2 separate regions of the Rattus norvegicus genome follow, and region 2 is linked to region 1. The links are chromatin contacts, called in public Hi-C maps. All regions are on one chromosome and are shown on one strand. Each heading gives the region's core, a stretch centred on a gene start, on an enhancer-like site or on the middle of the called end of the contact. The rest is flanking DNA. Distances are from core to core; before and after follow the strand shown. Region 1 holds the start of Appl1 (adaptor protein, phosphotyrosine interacting with PH domain and leucine zipper 1). Region 2 has its middle 17 kb from the start of Hesx1.

Region 1 (4,267 bases), core at 1,167-3,666:
GGCAAACAGATCCTTGGGGCTTATTGCCCAACCAGCCTAGCCAACACGATCCCATGAGAGACCCAGGTCTCAAAGGGAGATACTATCTCAAAAAAAAAAAAAAAAAAAAAAAAAAAAAACAAGCTAGGCTGAGGCTGAGGAGGAACTACACTTGAGGTCATCCGCTAGCCTCTACACGTGTGCATATGCAAGAGTACTTGCACACACATAAACACATACTAATAGGGCTGGGCAGATGGCTCAGTAGATTAAGGGTTTTGCAAGCTTGAAGACCAGAGTCCTGATTCCCTAGAACCCTTGTAAAAACTAGGCAGGTATGGAGATCACATGTACTCTCAGTACTTCTAAGACAAAGACAGGATACCTGGGGCCAGTTGACTAGACTAGCTGAATTTGCAAACCCTCAGGGTTCTGAGGAAGACAGTGTGTCGGTAAATAATCAGAAACCAATCAAGGAAGCTACACCAATTTTGGGTCTCCATGCACATAAGCACATATACACAGAGATGCAAATACACACATACATGTGTAACACACATATACACAAAAATTAAGTAAATAAAAGCAAAATTGAGGATTTATCTTAGTAGTACAGCATTTGCCTAGCAAGTGCAAGGTCCTGGATCCAGTCTCCAGTATCAAACAAACCACTGTTTAAATTAAAAAACAGGGGCTGGGGTGATAAATCAGTGGTTAAAATATTGACTGTTCTTCTAGAGAACCAGGCTCAATTTTCAGCACTGATGGCTCACAACCATCAGTAACTCCAGTAAAAAGGGATTCAACGCCCTCTTCTGATCTCTGTTAAACACATGCAAATAGAACACCTACAAACCTAAAAACAAATTTTAAATTAAAAGACAACAATTACAACTGAAAGTAATTATGGCTCAAGCTTGCAGTAAGTACTCAGGGAGACAGAGGCAGGGAGAAGCTCATGTTTGAGGCTAGTCTGAGCTACACAGAATGAAGACTGATTCAAGCTGTAAACTACTTACACTGAAAATTCAGGGCTGTCTCTACATCAAAAGTCATAGATAGGGCACTGTGTAACCCATTCTCTTTATAGTCTTTATTGAGCTATAAAAAGTCAGCTGGGAAAAATTAGTTCAGACAGCGTACTGAGTCTTAATTCTTAAAAAGGAAAACGATAAAATTCTGACCAATACAACCACAAAATTGCAGCAGATCATCTGAAATAAATATATCTTAAGACTTTACACTGAGAAAATCACTAAGCACAATTTAAACTACGAGATAACCCAAAACGTGGCTTCTCTTTTTCACAGTCTGATAAGAATCCCTTCAAGCAACTGGCCTATAAAGATAGCCTTCAGAGAAAAGAATAAATCAATTCTACAATCTGAGCGCAATTTCAACTTGGAAATCAAAAGTGGCACAAAATCCACGGCAAAAGTGCCATCCAGGAAAACAAACGCTAGCCCTTTTCTTTTCCTTTTTCTTTTTGGTTGGAGGGGCGCATATTAAACTACAAATGCATATGAAGTATGTATTTCTCAGCAAGTAATATTTTAAAAAATCTACCAGCAACATTGTTTTATATCTCTCGCTATATATAAAGGTTGGCATAAGGATGAAGTTTACACAAGTTAGAGGCCCCAACACCCTTTAAAACACAATTGATCTCATTCAGTACAGAAAAAGAAATACAAATTGTCTTCAGCCAGAGCAAGCACACCAGCATCATCTCTAACACACAAAAACGGGGCTTTCATTTTGACGAATTTATTCGGGCCAAATCTGCTACCCAAAGCCTCAGCCTCCTCGAAGCAGCGTAGGCGCCTTCCGTCACCCGCGGTGCACAGCTCAAGTGACAGTCACCAGCCTGAGACTCGGGCACCGATACAAGACGGGAAGCAAGGAGCGCACTCCTGCGTCCACCCGGCGTTGCACACTCCTGCTCGCAGCCCCTTCCTAAGAAAACTAGCCACTGCGGTCCCCCGAATGCCGGGCCTCCTTTGAAAACGCCACGACCAGGACTTATCTCACATCCTATCATCGCGATAAAAACAGCACCTCCCGTGAAATGCAGAGGAGACTCGGCGCGGACTCAAGCGCCAGGCCCCACCAGAGACAGCGGCGGCCGCCGGGTCTCCGCCCCGCCCGTGGCCCAGCCGCGCGAGCACGCGCGGGCCTCTAGCCCGACCCGGGAATGTAGGGCGCGGCCCCGGCAGACAGCGACCCAGAACGGCGGCGTCCACCTGGGCCGCGGGCACCTGAGGCTCCAAGCCCGCGCTAGGCCGCGCGCTGTCCTCAGCCGCCGCCCGCGCCTCACCTGCGGACTGTCCTCCAGGGTCTCTTCAATGGGCAGCTTGTCGATCCCCGGCATCGTGGCGAAGGCTGGGCGGCGGCAGGACACTCGGCAGCCGCCCACAGCTCCGCGCACGGCCCCGCCTGTAGCAGCTGACCCGGTCCGCCCTCTCGCAGGCGCCGCCGCCCCAGCCCCGAGCTCAGCGGCCGCCGCGCGGGAAATCCCGCCCCCCTATGCCCAGCAGCCCCGCCTCCAGCGCACCATTGGATCGCTGCGACGCCGGTCACTGCTACGGGGCTGGCCGGGAATTCCTCCCCGACCGCGGGCTCTCCACTGACCAGTGGTCGCGCGGACCGTGCTGTGTGCGAGCGTCTACCTCCATCGTCGGGCGCGCGTATTTGAGCACGTAGTCTGAATCACGCCGGCGCACCGCTAACCTGAGCCTGGACTGACTACGGCTCGAGGGGACCTGCACCGTATTTCATCAGCAGCCATAGAAAAACCCCAACGCCTGGCGCCATAACCTTCCCAAACCTGCTCGAAGTTTTCAGTCTTAACTCCTGTCAAGTGGTGCTTACATACAAATCTGTGAAATCAGCAATTGTGTCATTAACAGGCTTTACCTTAATTTGTAGTAGTAGTAAACCGTTTTGTTTTTTTTTCCTGGACACCCGGCTATCAGCATCAGTTTAAAACCCTTGATTTTGTTGACAGTTCATTAGTTCTTACCTGGCCTTGAAGTTTGACAGTGCTGAAAATACGATCACCCTATTTCTTGTAGATCACAAAGGAAAACTTTTTTCTAAATGAAAATTTAAAAGATACAGTTACTGGAGGACTTACCTCCATTGTTAAACGCTTCTCTCACAAACCGACTGGCATTTCTGTTTCACCAAAAAGTTATGGAAGAGACTCAAATAGCTTCTATGGTTTCCTTGACTGTAGAGTGAAATTCACACACAGTTGGAGATTTGGCCTGTTTTGTTTTGTTGTGTTTTATGGATTCAGCCTTGATGGACCCTTTTCTCCTGCTTCACACTTTTTTTTTTTTTATTTTTCTGTAGTGTTTATCGATACACAGGGGGAAAATGACAAAAATCACTAACATTCCCCCCTCCAAAAAAAATCTCCCCATTAATTCACCAGTCCGTTCCACTATCATTCAAAAAGTATGATATGCTGAGAGAGGGGTATTAGCCTCCTGGCTCTCCAGCTGCTCTGAACCAAATCCAGACCCTGGAGCAAATCCAAATATGGTAATAAAGATGAGGCTGCATGTTTGAGATTAAAGTTACCCGATTTTCCCCCATGATCTCTTGAAAGATTAAAAACTATGTTTCAGGAGTGTTATGATAGACTTCAATTATATAGTTCCACAGAACTATCTTCAGTGATATGATCCTTTTATGAGAACTTGCCCCTTAAATTCTCTATCAAACAGGCACCCTCCTGAAGAGATCCTTAGTTTTGAGGAAAGATAGTTTAGAGCCAATTCTTCCATTGTATGGGTATTTTATTCTTGATATTTCTTTCTTACTTAGCTACCATGAGCACAATGCACCTGGCTGTAAAGAGACAAAACTTTCAAGTAAGGTGTGTTGACACATGTCCATGTTCCCAGTATTCTCTGCATTCAGGAGACAGAGAGTCAAGGATCCTTGCAAGGTGAAAGCCTGGTCTAGAAGACCAGCCAGGACTACACAGTGAGACCTGGACTACATCGAGACCCCATGCCAGAGAAAGATGAAAGGGGTTGGGGATGGGGGGAAAAGAGAAAGAAAGCTTTCAAGATGCGTGACCTTCTTGACTAACCTGTGATTTGTAAACGGAAAGAAAAAGGAGCACGAAGATAACGGATAATAATTAGGAATGATAATTATCAAAGAACAAGAAACACACTGGTGGTGGTATAATGAGGAGGTCAAACCAAAAGGGAGGAGGAGGAGGAAGAGAGAGAGAGAGAGAGAGAGAGAGAGAGGGAGAGAGAGAGAGAGA
Region 2 (4,267 bases), core at 849-3,348, 42 kb after region 1:
AGGAAGGCTAGAGAGACGGCTCAGTGGCTAAGAGCATTGGCTGTTCTTCCAGAGGACCCAGGTTCAAGTCCCAGCACCCACAGGGTTGCTCACACCTGTCTGTAACTCCAGTTCCAGGGGATCTGACCCCCTCTCACAGACATGCATGCAGGCAAAACACCAATGCACATAAAATAAAAATAAATAAATAAAACAAAAACGAAAATGAAGTGTCACCCAAGCCTTACAACTTTCACTCAAAACATTTAGCTGGCAAAACTGTGGGGAAGCTGCACTCTCATACATGGATAGTGGCATACAAACTGCTAAACACGCATGAAGAGAAATCTAAAGACATTGAGCAAAATGGCACTTGTTCAGCTTTTGATTTGGCAGTACAACTTCTGGCAGATTTCTTCTAAAAACATATTTCTACTGAACAGAAATCTTATGCAGGGCTGGGTGTGGCCAAGTGCTTGTCTGGCATACATGAGGACCTAGTTTCAATTCCCAATACCCATGCACACAAAACTCCTTATGTATAAGAGTGTTCACTGGGGCATAACTTTTAAAAGCAATCTGATGTTCAAGCGCAGCATGATTGAGTGATTCTAGAACACCCCCATGGTAGGACATTACATAACTGACAGTGGGTGGTCTCCGGGGTGACCACTCGGTGTTTTTGTTTGTTTGTACTCACTCTATAGACCAGGCTGGCCTTGAACTCACAGAGATCTGCTTGACTCTGCCTCCTGAGTGTAAATGCATGTGCCACCACCACCCCAGCAGGGTGTATCCTGTTCTACAGAACAAAGAAGAGTGCAAAAGAGTGCATGTTTAAAGTGTGGGAAGGACAAGCAAGAAAGGAAGGCATAGATATATCTGGTTATGATTTAAAGATACACAAAAGCACAAAGCAGGAAATGAGACTGGTTGCCTTGAGGGAGTTGAGATTGATGTAGGGAACAGGAGCCTGGGGACAGGGGAGAGGAGAGAGGAGAGAGCTTTCCTGCACATACCAATGATACAAACTGTGACGACTCTCAGACTCTGTATCAGTGTTTCAAACTTAAAGGTGAGGATAAAAGAAAAAACATCTCTTTCCCCCCCACAAGATTTTATTTATTTTATTTATCTGAGTGCTCTATCTATGTATACACCTGCATGCCAGAAGAGGGCATCGGGTCCTTCATAGATGGTTGTGAGCCACCATGTGGTTGCTGGGAAGGAACTAAAGACCTCTGGAAGAACAGCCAATGCTCTGAAGCACTGAGCCATTTCTCCAGCCCTGGAAAAAAAAAGAAAAAGAAAAAGAAAAAGAAATAGAATTCATTTCTTAAGTGTAAATAAGACCAAAGACAATGAAGTTCAGATTAATTCAAATGCATTGTGTGGAAAAGCAGCACAGGGAACTTTAGGGTGCTGTTTTGCCTATAGAAACTCAGATTAAAGATAAAGAAGTAGGAACTGGAGCACTGACAGCAGTCAAGAGCACTGGGATGGAAAGATGGCTGCTCTTGCAGAGAATCCAGGTTCATTTCCCAGCACTCACATGGAGCCTTACAACTCTGGCTCCAGGGCATCCAACACTCTATTCTAGTCTCCATATAACACACATGCACACACACACACACACACACACACACACACACACACACACACACACACAAATGCTTTCAAACTCTTTTCAAGATTAAGAACTGTAAGTGCTGAGAACGTAGCCCTAGCGTCGGATCACTTACCTAAAATGTTGGTGGACCCTCGGTTTGATGCCCTACTCAATGTATATGCATACTAAACACTATGTCTAGTTAGTAAGCTCGATTTCCGAGTCGGCCATGCTCAAACTGTCCTGTGCATTACAGGTTTGCGCAGGTCGATGAGACATTGAGGAGACTGTGTGCTGGTTTCTCACGGGTGTGGCAGTACGGGAAAGGCAGGCTAGTGTGAACCATTGGACGGCTCGGACGGGATGAGAGCCGTGCTGTACTCTAGAACAGCACATGAGGGTGGCCGACAGTGGGCCCGTACTTGGACTAGCATTCGTAGAAGCCTCGTGCTCTGTGTCTTTGTGTCTGCCTGTCTACAGTCCAACCTTGGCACAGACTCTCACGTAAATCTTGCAGTGCTGTGGACAGAAGCCAGGGCCTTGCACATGCTAGGCAGAGTTCCACCGCTGAACTGCATTCCAAGCTGGGCCTTTCTCTTAAATTACAAAGAGGATCATCTGCCAAAAGGCACCTTCTATTTCAAGACTTGGAACAATAGCAAAGAAACCATCTAAGGCCAGTGGATGAGTCAGATGTTTCCCTGAGGCGGGGGAAGAAACAAGCTGAATCTTTGTGGTGCATTAGGAGATCCATAGGCTCACACTGGAAGGCTGCTTGGAAGGTCTAAGCTCTCTCTGGATCCGAGCTCAAGGGAGCACTGTTTTTGTTATCTTAGGCCTCCTTTGCTGGTGGACATCTCTAGCATGCCTGGCTCTAAGGGTGGACTAGTCTTTCTTTTTTTTTTTTTTTTCTTTTTCTTTTTTTCAGAGCTGGGGACCGAACCCAGGGCCTTGCACTTGCTAGGCAAGCGCTCTACCACTGAGCTAAATCCCCAACCCCTGGACTAGTCTTAATCCAGGGAGACGGGCCACCTTACCAGCAGCCTCTGGAACCACAGGAATTGGGGCAGGATTTTCAAAAGGAAGCAGAAAGAAGGAAGGCTGCGCGCGCACAGAGAAAGAACGAGACCCAGTGCTTGTCCTTGCTGCAGACTCCCTAAAGTCCTGATTTCTGGTTAAGCTTCCCAGGCGGGGATACATTTTCAAACAATATCGAATAAGCCTAGCCAAACAGACCACTTTGATCTGTGAGCAGCTCCTCTGGGGATGGCCAGCCCTTATACAACTGGCTAGACCTGAACACACTTTCTGGTGTCATGTACCCCCATGGACTATGTTACACAGGAACTGATACAAAAAGAGACTGTCACTTAAAAATCCCAAAGACCTTCAAAGTGGTCCCCTATGGGTCAGTCTGTCCTCAGTGGGCCTTCCCAGCACACGTTCTCAGGCAGTAAGTCGCTGAGACAAGTGTCTGAGTCTACTCGCTATAGAACTCTTTCTGGTTCAGTCTTCAAGCCTGTCCTTAAAAGAGGGGATAATTAATTCATATGCTGTGTGTTTAACTTAGTATTAATAGCTAATATCTCCCACCTAATTGTGACCATTGTCAGTCTGTGTACCAGAGGCTATCCACGGAGACCTCTGGCTAGCCCAGTGGGAGGGTTCAAGCGAAGGGGAAAACGCACAAACCAGGAGGGGGTATGGCCTCTGCTTCCACTGCTGCCGCCGCCATTGTTGCTGCTCTGGTGCCACTGCTCCTGCAGCTGCTGTTGCTGTGAGATGCTGCACTGGCTATGCTGGGCCGAGCTGAACTGGTGGAGGGCTGTCTAGCCTGAGGGGGGTGCTGGAGACTTCTGGTGGTAAAAGCTTCAGGACAGCATTCTCTTTGCAGGCAGTGTTACGGCTCTTGTGACAGATGCTCTCAGACGACAGATGGAGTAATTCTCACACACACCCTATTCCTGACATCAGGGCTCTGGATATGCAGTTTGGGGTCTTATATACAGTCCGCAGGTGCTTCCTATTGGCTTGGCCTGAGATGCTTCAGCTACATGGAGAGGGACTTGTGGGCGCTGCCCCTCCATGACTGACGGCCATAATTTTCCCTATGGGAGAGCTGTGGCTATGTGACTGAGGCCTGCCCAGCCAAACTGGTGAACTCCAGGTTTAGTGAACAACCCTGTCTCAAAAGTAAACTGGAAGGTGTTGTGACCCACTCCTATAATGAGAATCAGGAGTTCAAGATCTACCTCAGCTGTAAAACAAGTTCAAGGCCAGGTTAGAATACAGAGGCCCTATGGAGAACAATTGATGAAGACCCTCACGTAGACTTCTGGCTTCCACACACGCGTAAGTACACACACACACACGCACGCACGCAGGCACGCACGCACGCACGCACGCACGCACGCATGTGCGGCTCTTCTGAAGCGTGAGGCTGCTCCTGTATCTGCGGTAAGAGCTGTGCGAGCAAAGCGAACAACCAAGTCCTATGGTCTTGAGACAGGAAAGTGATCCAGGAATAATCAGCCAGTAAGGAAAAGGCAAAAGAGCAGGAGCCTAGGAAAACGGCAGGTCCTCCTGTGGGATAAGTAAACGAGGTTTCTGTCGAAACTACGGAAAGTCTTATGCTGGGAAAAATAAATCTGATTTTCCATCAAAAAGAAAGAAAGAAAA

The links. Hi-C and Micro-C count contacts between places; a contact is called where the count stands out from the background.
Region 2: a Hi-C map of mammary epithelial cells shows a contact between it and region 1, with 2.2 times the contacts expected there. The contact joins the enhancer-like site here to the promoter of Appl1 in region 1. A contact is called at or near these places in 7 of 12 Hi-C or Micro-C datasets (the A7r5 cell line, the Rat2 cell line, Schwann cells and 4 more) and 1 of 1 datasets of contacts at active chromatin or transcription factors (oligodendrocytes).

Annotation. Positions count from the first base shown.
Region 1 is chr16:2,170,980-2,175,246 of GRCr8, forward strand. Appl1 (adaptor protein, phosphotyrosine interacting with PH domain and leucine zipper 1) reads right to left here and starts at 2,417. Exons shown (of 22, transcript NM_001399084.1): 1 at 2,297-2,417. The coding sequence starts at 2,350.
Region 2 is chr16:2,213,178-2,217,444 of GRCr8, forward strand. No RefSeq gene overlaps it. Among named protein-coding and RNA genes, the nearest start is that of Hesx1, 17 kb to the left of the region's middle. Within about 2 kb of position 2,099, at least 14 of the 93 cell types and tissues checked have an H3K27ac peak or open chromatin away from gene starts, as enhancers often do.